Linked DNA regions of Clupea harengus: region 2 is linked to region 1. A link is a contact called in public Hi-C data. All regions are on one chromosome and are shown on one strand. The core of a region is the stretch at or near the end of the contact, and the rest is flanking DNA. Distances in the headings are between cores, read along the strand shown. Region 1 holds the start of gper1 (G-protein coupled estrogen receptor 1). Region 2 holds the start of LOC105899326 (flavin reductase (NADPH)-like).

Region 1 (2,934 bases), core at 31-2,530:
TCCAGTCCATGTCCATGCTTATGTATTCACACTGAGGTCTGTGACGCTATTGCTGTGACACCTGAGCTGAGAGAAGAGGCAAAGAAATTACTGCACGACCAGAATTTTGTTGTCTGCAATGAATGTTGTGTTGGTTGACTAGCATACAACAGTTAATAGTGCTATCTTTAAAACCATGTCATTGCAATAATACTGATTTTTACATTATATTTCCATTCTTCCTGACTTTTTTTATGCTGAGTAATGCACTGTAGGTAATGGTCATTCATGTGCAAACTATAAACTTAAGCAGATGCAGGGACTAAATGTCTAAACATCCTGAAAACACAATCATGTTTTCCACAATTCTTGTTATTATTAAAGGAACAAAGAATCCAAACTTTGAAATGCATGAATTCACACAGCAATAAAACACAGTGAGTGTAAAAGAGGATCAAATAACATATTGTTTCTAAAGTCTATGAATACATCAAATGACACAGAAGCAGCAGATCATTCATTGGGACGTTTGTTTCAAGACACATAAAAGTAAGAAAAACGTAAAGTATAAAATCATAGCATCAAACAGACAAGCATAAGTTTATGTACCTAATTTACTCACAAATCACAGGCTTCACAAACAGATTCTATAATCAACCATGAATATGAAAATTCTTTTCAATGAATTACTTGACTGTAAAACTATATGGAATGGATTACAGCTGTCAACATGTTGTGGAGGGTCTATACAAACCAAATAAACAAAGAAGTATTTCTTATCATTTTAGCTGTTTAAGACACATCAATTTCAGTGCGTGTGACAGGATGCCATGACTGGGCAGATATAAAATAGAAAGTAAAATCAACAGATTATGCAACAGAACTCTTAATTGAAATATTGCATCTTTACACTCCTATCATGCTCCTATCATGCTCCTTTATACTCCGATCATGCTCATAACATCATACTGAATCTATGACACCAAATCACACTCATGCACACTGATGACATCCCTCTTGTTTCTCCAGCGAGACACAGAAGGGAAAAGGAGAAAGTAAACAACTTACTGTGGCGAGAGAAGCGTGTTATGTGATGTTTTGCGATTCATGCATGCAGTTTCAGTGTTTTTATTCTCATTTTCAGACATATCTTGGCTCACTGCATCATCTAGTGTTAAGTCCTACCCGAGACCACACTGCCACAACTACATCCACACTGAAATAAAGGAGGTGCCATTACGCTCCCCACGTCCCTCCTCCTTCCCTGATAATGCTGTTCTTAGACTAGATTGTTAACCTTATTTACCTTTGTCAGGTAAAGTGTTTAAATAATAAAGAGTAGATTGTTTCCCTAATGTCAATTTTGTAACTAAATATCTGTTTTATCTTGATAATAATTATTGTGTGTAATACACAGCACACCACACTCACACACACACACACACACACACACACACACACACAGTTTTATTACATTGACACATCGTATTTGTATACTGGGTTACTTATATAATTGTATTTCTCTGCTCACGATGTAGAAATGCCCAAAAAATCCAGTTACTACATCCAGTATACTAATGCACTTTGCTTTGTAAGCGACTTAAGAAAATAATAAAAGGTTTGCTTAAATATATACCCTTTGTAGATGTGTGTGTGGGCTGGGGGTGCAGGGAGTGGAGGGGTGATGGGTTAGGGGGCCCCCCAGAGTCCCTAGAAACGCCCCTGTGTCCCTCTCCCTCTCCCTTTCCCTCTCCCTCTCCCTTCCCCTCCCGACGCCGACAAGTTAGTAAAGCTGACCTTAGCTTGTGAATGAGTTATGACATGATGTTTGCTCATAGGGAATAAGAATAGATAGAAACACTCTGGATGTCTGACCAGCTTCATTGCTGTAAATAATGATCAAAACCGATAAACTCTATGAGGGCCGACACACCTTTGTGCTTGACACCAGAAATACGAAAAGGTAAAAAAACACTATGGATGTTTAACACATCCTAACAACTCTTTATTTATTTATAGCTGGTATCATAACTACAATTCAAAAGCATGTGAGATGATCAAAAGCATTTTCATTTTTAAATGGCAACACTGTTTTGGATGTTCTCTGGGTCTAGATAGGTGTATGGCAAAGGAAGACCAACATTCCTGGCTTTGATGTCGTAGCTGAGGACCTCAAGCTCACTTCTGAAATCATCAGTCAATTCCAGTGAACTCAAAACAGTTTCTGCATCTATGCAGATACCCAGCATCCCATGACTGTAACTATTTCATTAATGCTAACAATTCCTTAAGATACCAGTTCTCCAACCTGAATTTTGTCTTTCAAGAAAAGCCTTTTCAGAAAATGTCTTTGATCCTTCTCTCTTTTGGGAAGGCTTTCCACAATATTTGGGTGGGTCAGGGCTTTGTTCCAGTGAAGTTCTTCTTCACCAATCATCCACTAATTAGAATGGGTGCCCACAGACCTCTGACCATAATATGTTCTGGCGCTAAACAAACAGTGTGTAACCATATACTATGATCCGAGTCCATGCAGTGACTGGACTGGTGATAAAATGACTTTATACTCATGGATGATGTTCCACAGTTTTATGGAACTTTTATGGAATTACCTGGCAATGTAACTGTAAATGTATCCTGTAGTTTTACATTCACCCCAAACAACGTGTCTTACCTTTGATGAATGGACACTAGCGTGAATAAATGTAGCAAGGCGCTGGTGACTTGTCCCGTCTCCACAGAAATTTGCCTGAACTAAAAGTTTTTCAAAGACCGCGCGTCTTTAAAAAAAAAACTCGCGACAGCGCCAAAAGGTTGTAGAGGCCAAAATAATATTAAATCCGTAGTGGTTTAGCACGACCATAGAGAATGAATGGGAAACGGTTTAGGGCTGTTCAATTATCGTCTGCCGAGCGCCACGCCGCGGCCAGTCGCGTAGAGCTGTAACGGATAACC
Region 2 (2,989 bases), core at 345-2,844, 530 kb before region 1:
TTTGGTTCTTAATGGATAGTGTGAGGATATGGACACAAACATCCTCATCCACAGATCAAATACACCACGGTAGCTCTAGGGTAAAGGCAACCCAAACCTCCACCAATCCCACATTCTCCTCTGATAACATAATTTTTGATGGAGGGGACACACTTGTTTGGCCAGAGCCACCATGTGAGTTAACTTCAAAGTCCATGGCACTCAAGCCTCAGTGAACCAAAGTGTAATTCCCAAAGAGAAACTAAATAAATTGCTTTGGTGGATTCAATGCTTATAGATAATCGTTTCAATATTATCAATACTATTAATGATACTGATTATATTAATGATATTGATAATTATGTATTTATCTGAAGAATGTGATATTAACATGCCATTCCAAAATGATATGGTTCTGTCCAGGATATTAAACTAAGATACTGCTGCATCAAAGTGTAACTCTAATTTACCAGCTTGATAATCATGCCCATCGGTTAAGCCTGTTTCTGTATAATCCTACAGAACTCCAACCCACCCTTCTCGTTTCCCCATGCTTAGTGCTTGTGTTACTGCAACTGGATGTCTTGTTTGAGTATCATATCATTCATTTATATAAATGTTAACCTTCAACTCTCTGTAACATTAAGCAGACCCGTATCCAAACTGTCACAAGTCAGCTGTGTACCATATATTTACTAGGACTGTTAAACTTACAGACGGCATGCTCATTACGCCCAAGTCGAGAGCTAACATCTCCAAAATTCAGAATCTAAAAACAGATAGTTTGTCGTATAGGCCTACCACAGCTCTCTCCATCCATGTCGCCTTTGGTGCAGGTCCGTTTCTACTAGCACGCGGTTCCTTGGATACAGCGGCACACCCTGCGCTTTTTCTTGAACCTCCTCCTCCTGGTCCGGTGCGTAGATTTAGCGGTGACTCTCTCAAAGCTTGAGCCGTAACTTGAGTTCCACTGTGCTCCGAGAAGGTTCATGAGCTGTGATCGAGATGAGAGCATCATTCTTGCGGCGTCACACCGCCTTTCTTCGAAGTGATGTCATTTGAGTGATTTAATTACCTCTTGAGGCTGCATCTCCAACATCAGCAGCGCTCGCGTAACAGTAGCACAAACTCCGGTTTAAATAGCTTAAATAGATTAAATAGCTTCAGCCTCACATCTCAAGACGAGGAAATATATATCATGTTGAAGCACTTTTTCTCATCTCAATGCCTAATACACTTAGTCGGTCAAAATGTGACATTTACAATGAAGGACGCAGAATAGAAATATGAGTAGCCCCAACATTGTGAACACTTGGACAGGCACGTCCCTCCTCTACGCACTGCAGCCATCGCCAAAGACATATTTTCTTTAATTTCTTCTTTCATTTAATTGTATTGTTTTCGTAAGATAAAAAAGGTGTATGTGTGATCATGGAATAAAAAAACTTTAACATTTAAAAATCATTCTTACGGTCGGGAAAGAGTTCATAAACCAAATGAATGTTGGCAAATATTCATAATTTTCCATGGAAATTATACAATAATCTACCACATTGTGTATTTACCTGCCTGGTTTGTTTAGGTCTCCTCCACCTACGCTTCACACTCCAATTCATTTGGTGGCAGCACCAGCTTTGCTCTACCAGCGCTCAAAAATAGTACTGACGAGGAAGACATTTCATAACCCTGTGTCTTGTACAAACCAATTACTGAAAGTACTGAAAACCATGCAAACACGATTAAGGGAATGACAGTCATTTGGGAGCGGGATATCAAGGATGAGGATAGCTGTTCTTGGAGCCACTGGGCAGACAGGGCAGTATTTGGTGAAGCAGGCTATCCAAAAAGGATACGGTGTCACTGCCGTTGTGCGGAACCCGGGGAAACTTTTAGTTTGTCATGAGAACCTGAAGGTGAGGAAATATTTGTCAGACTGCTAATTATTGGGTTGGTGCTCTCATGTGACTGTACCAACATAATCACTTTGACCGTCAAATTCACTCTTTTATTCTCATCGTGCATGTAATGTAACAATAACCATGCAGGTTTAACTGGTGATCTGCTGTGGTGACAGGGGGTTACAATTCCCTATGGCAACGAACTGTGAGCTACTCGTGTGACGTAGCCTAATGATAGTCCTCAAATGGTTCATCATGAAAGGTAGGAGTGGAGAGGAATCGTTTTTTGCATGGAAACCTCTGTGGGACAGGTGAAATGGCAAATTAATTTGTGATAGTGGTGCTGAATCCGTGTCTTTCCAGCCAATCATATGAACAGGAATTCTGACATGCTGTGATGACACCATTTGTTTGGTTCAAGTTCAGCAGACTTCAGCCCATGTTGTAAAAATATTTTAACTGTTAAATTGTCATATACAAATTATTAAATATGTCGTGTTGAATTGATAAAAACCCAGCACAGTCCTAACCACCGAAGTGTAATCATTATTTAACACATATGCCTAAAGGCCTAATAAACACGCATGCTAAGATATTAGGGAAATTAATTATATAGAATAAAAATGAAATTTGTAGTGCCTTTTGTCATATATTATATGGTGCATAATTGGCTTTTTGTTGAAATGGTGCGGGAAGAGAGCACCCATGGGACGTCATTTTTAAAGATGTTGGCGGTCAATTAGGCATTTCCTGGGCTGAAGTCTATCAAAGCCTCGACCATTAAAATGAATGGGGATGGTACTTCCTCACTCTCCAGATGTAAAACCTCCATGGTAAAAACCCGTGATGTGCATCTATCAAATTAGGCCCGGTATTTGTCATTACAGGCAAGAAGAAATATATCACAAATTGTTCACGAAGGTGCACATTATGAATTAAAAATGTCCATTGGTGCATCCAAATGTGTTTGTTTATTTGCACATACATGTTTATCTTAAAATAGGTGCTACGTTGATGCATTCATTACCTTTAACTGGACAGGTTGGGAGAAATAAACTTCAAAATTAAGAGTTCAAGAAAAAACTGAATTCTGAATGAGACTTCACTTAAAA

What was found. Hi-C and Micro-C count contacts between places; a contact is called where the count stands out from the background.
Region 2: a Hi-C map of head shows a contact between it and region 1, with 8 times the contacts expected there. The contact joins the promoter of LOC105899326 here to the promoter of gper1 in region 1. A contact is called at or near these places in 2 of 2 Hi-C or Micro-C datasets (head and muscle).

Annotation. Positions count from the first base shown.
Region 1 is chr1:25,365,066-25,367,999 of Ch_v2.0.2, reverse strand. gper1 (G-protein coupled estrogen receptor 1) reads right to left here and starts at 1,280. Exons shown (of 2, transcript XM_031581399.2): 1 at 1,048-1,280; 2 at 1-66.
Region 2 is chr1:25,898,178-25,901,166 of Ch_v2.0.2, reverse strand. LOC105899326 (flavin reductase (NADPH)-like) reads left to right here and starts at 1,594. Exons shown (of 4, transcript XM_012826494.3): 1 at 1,594-1,892. The coding sequence starts at 1,758. It overlaps LOC105899281 (60S ribosomal protein L32-like), which reads left to right. Exons shown (of 2, transcript XM_042708931.1): 2 at 55-73. The coding sequence ends at 73.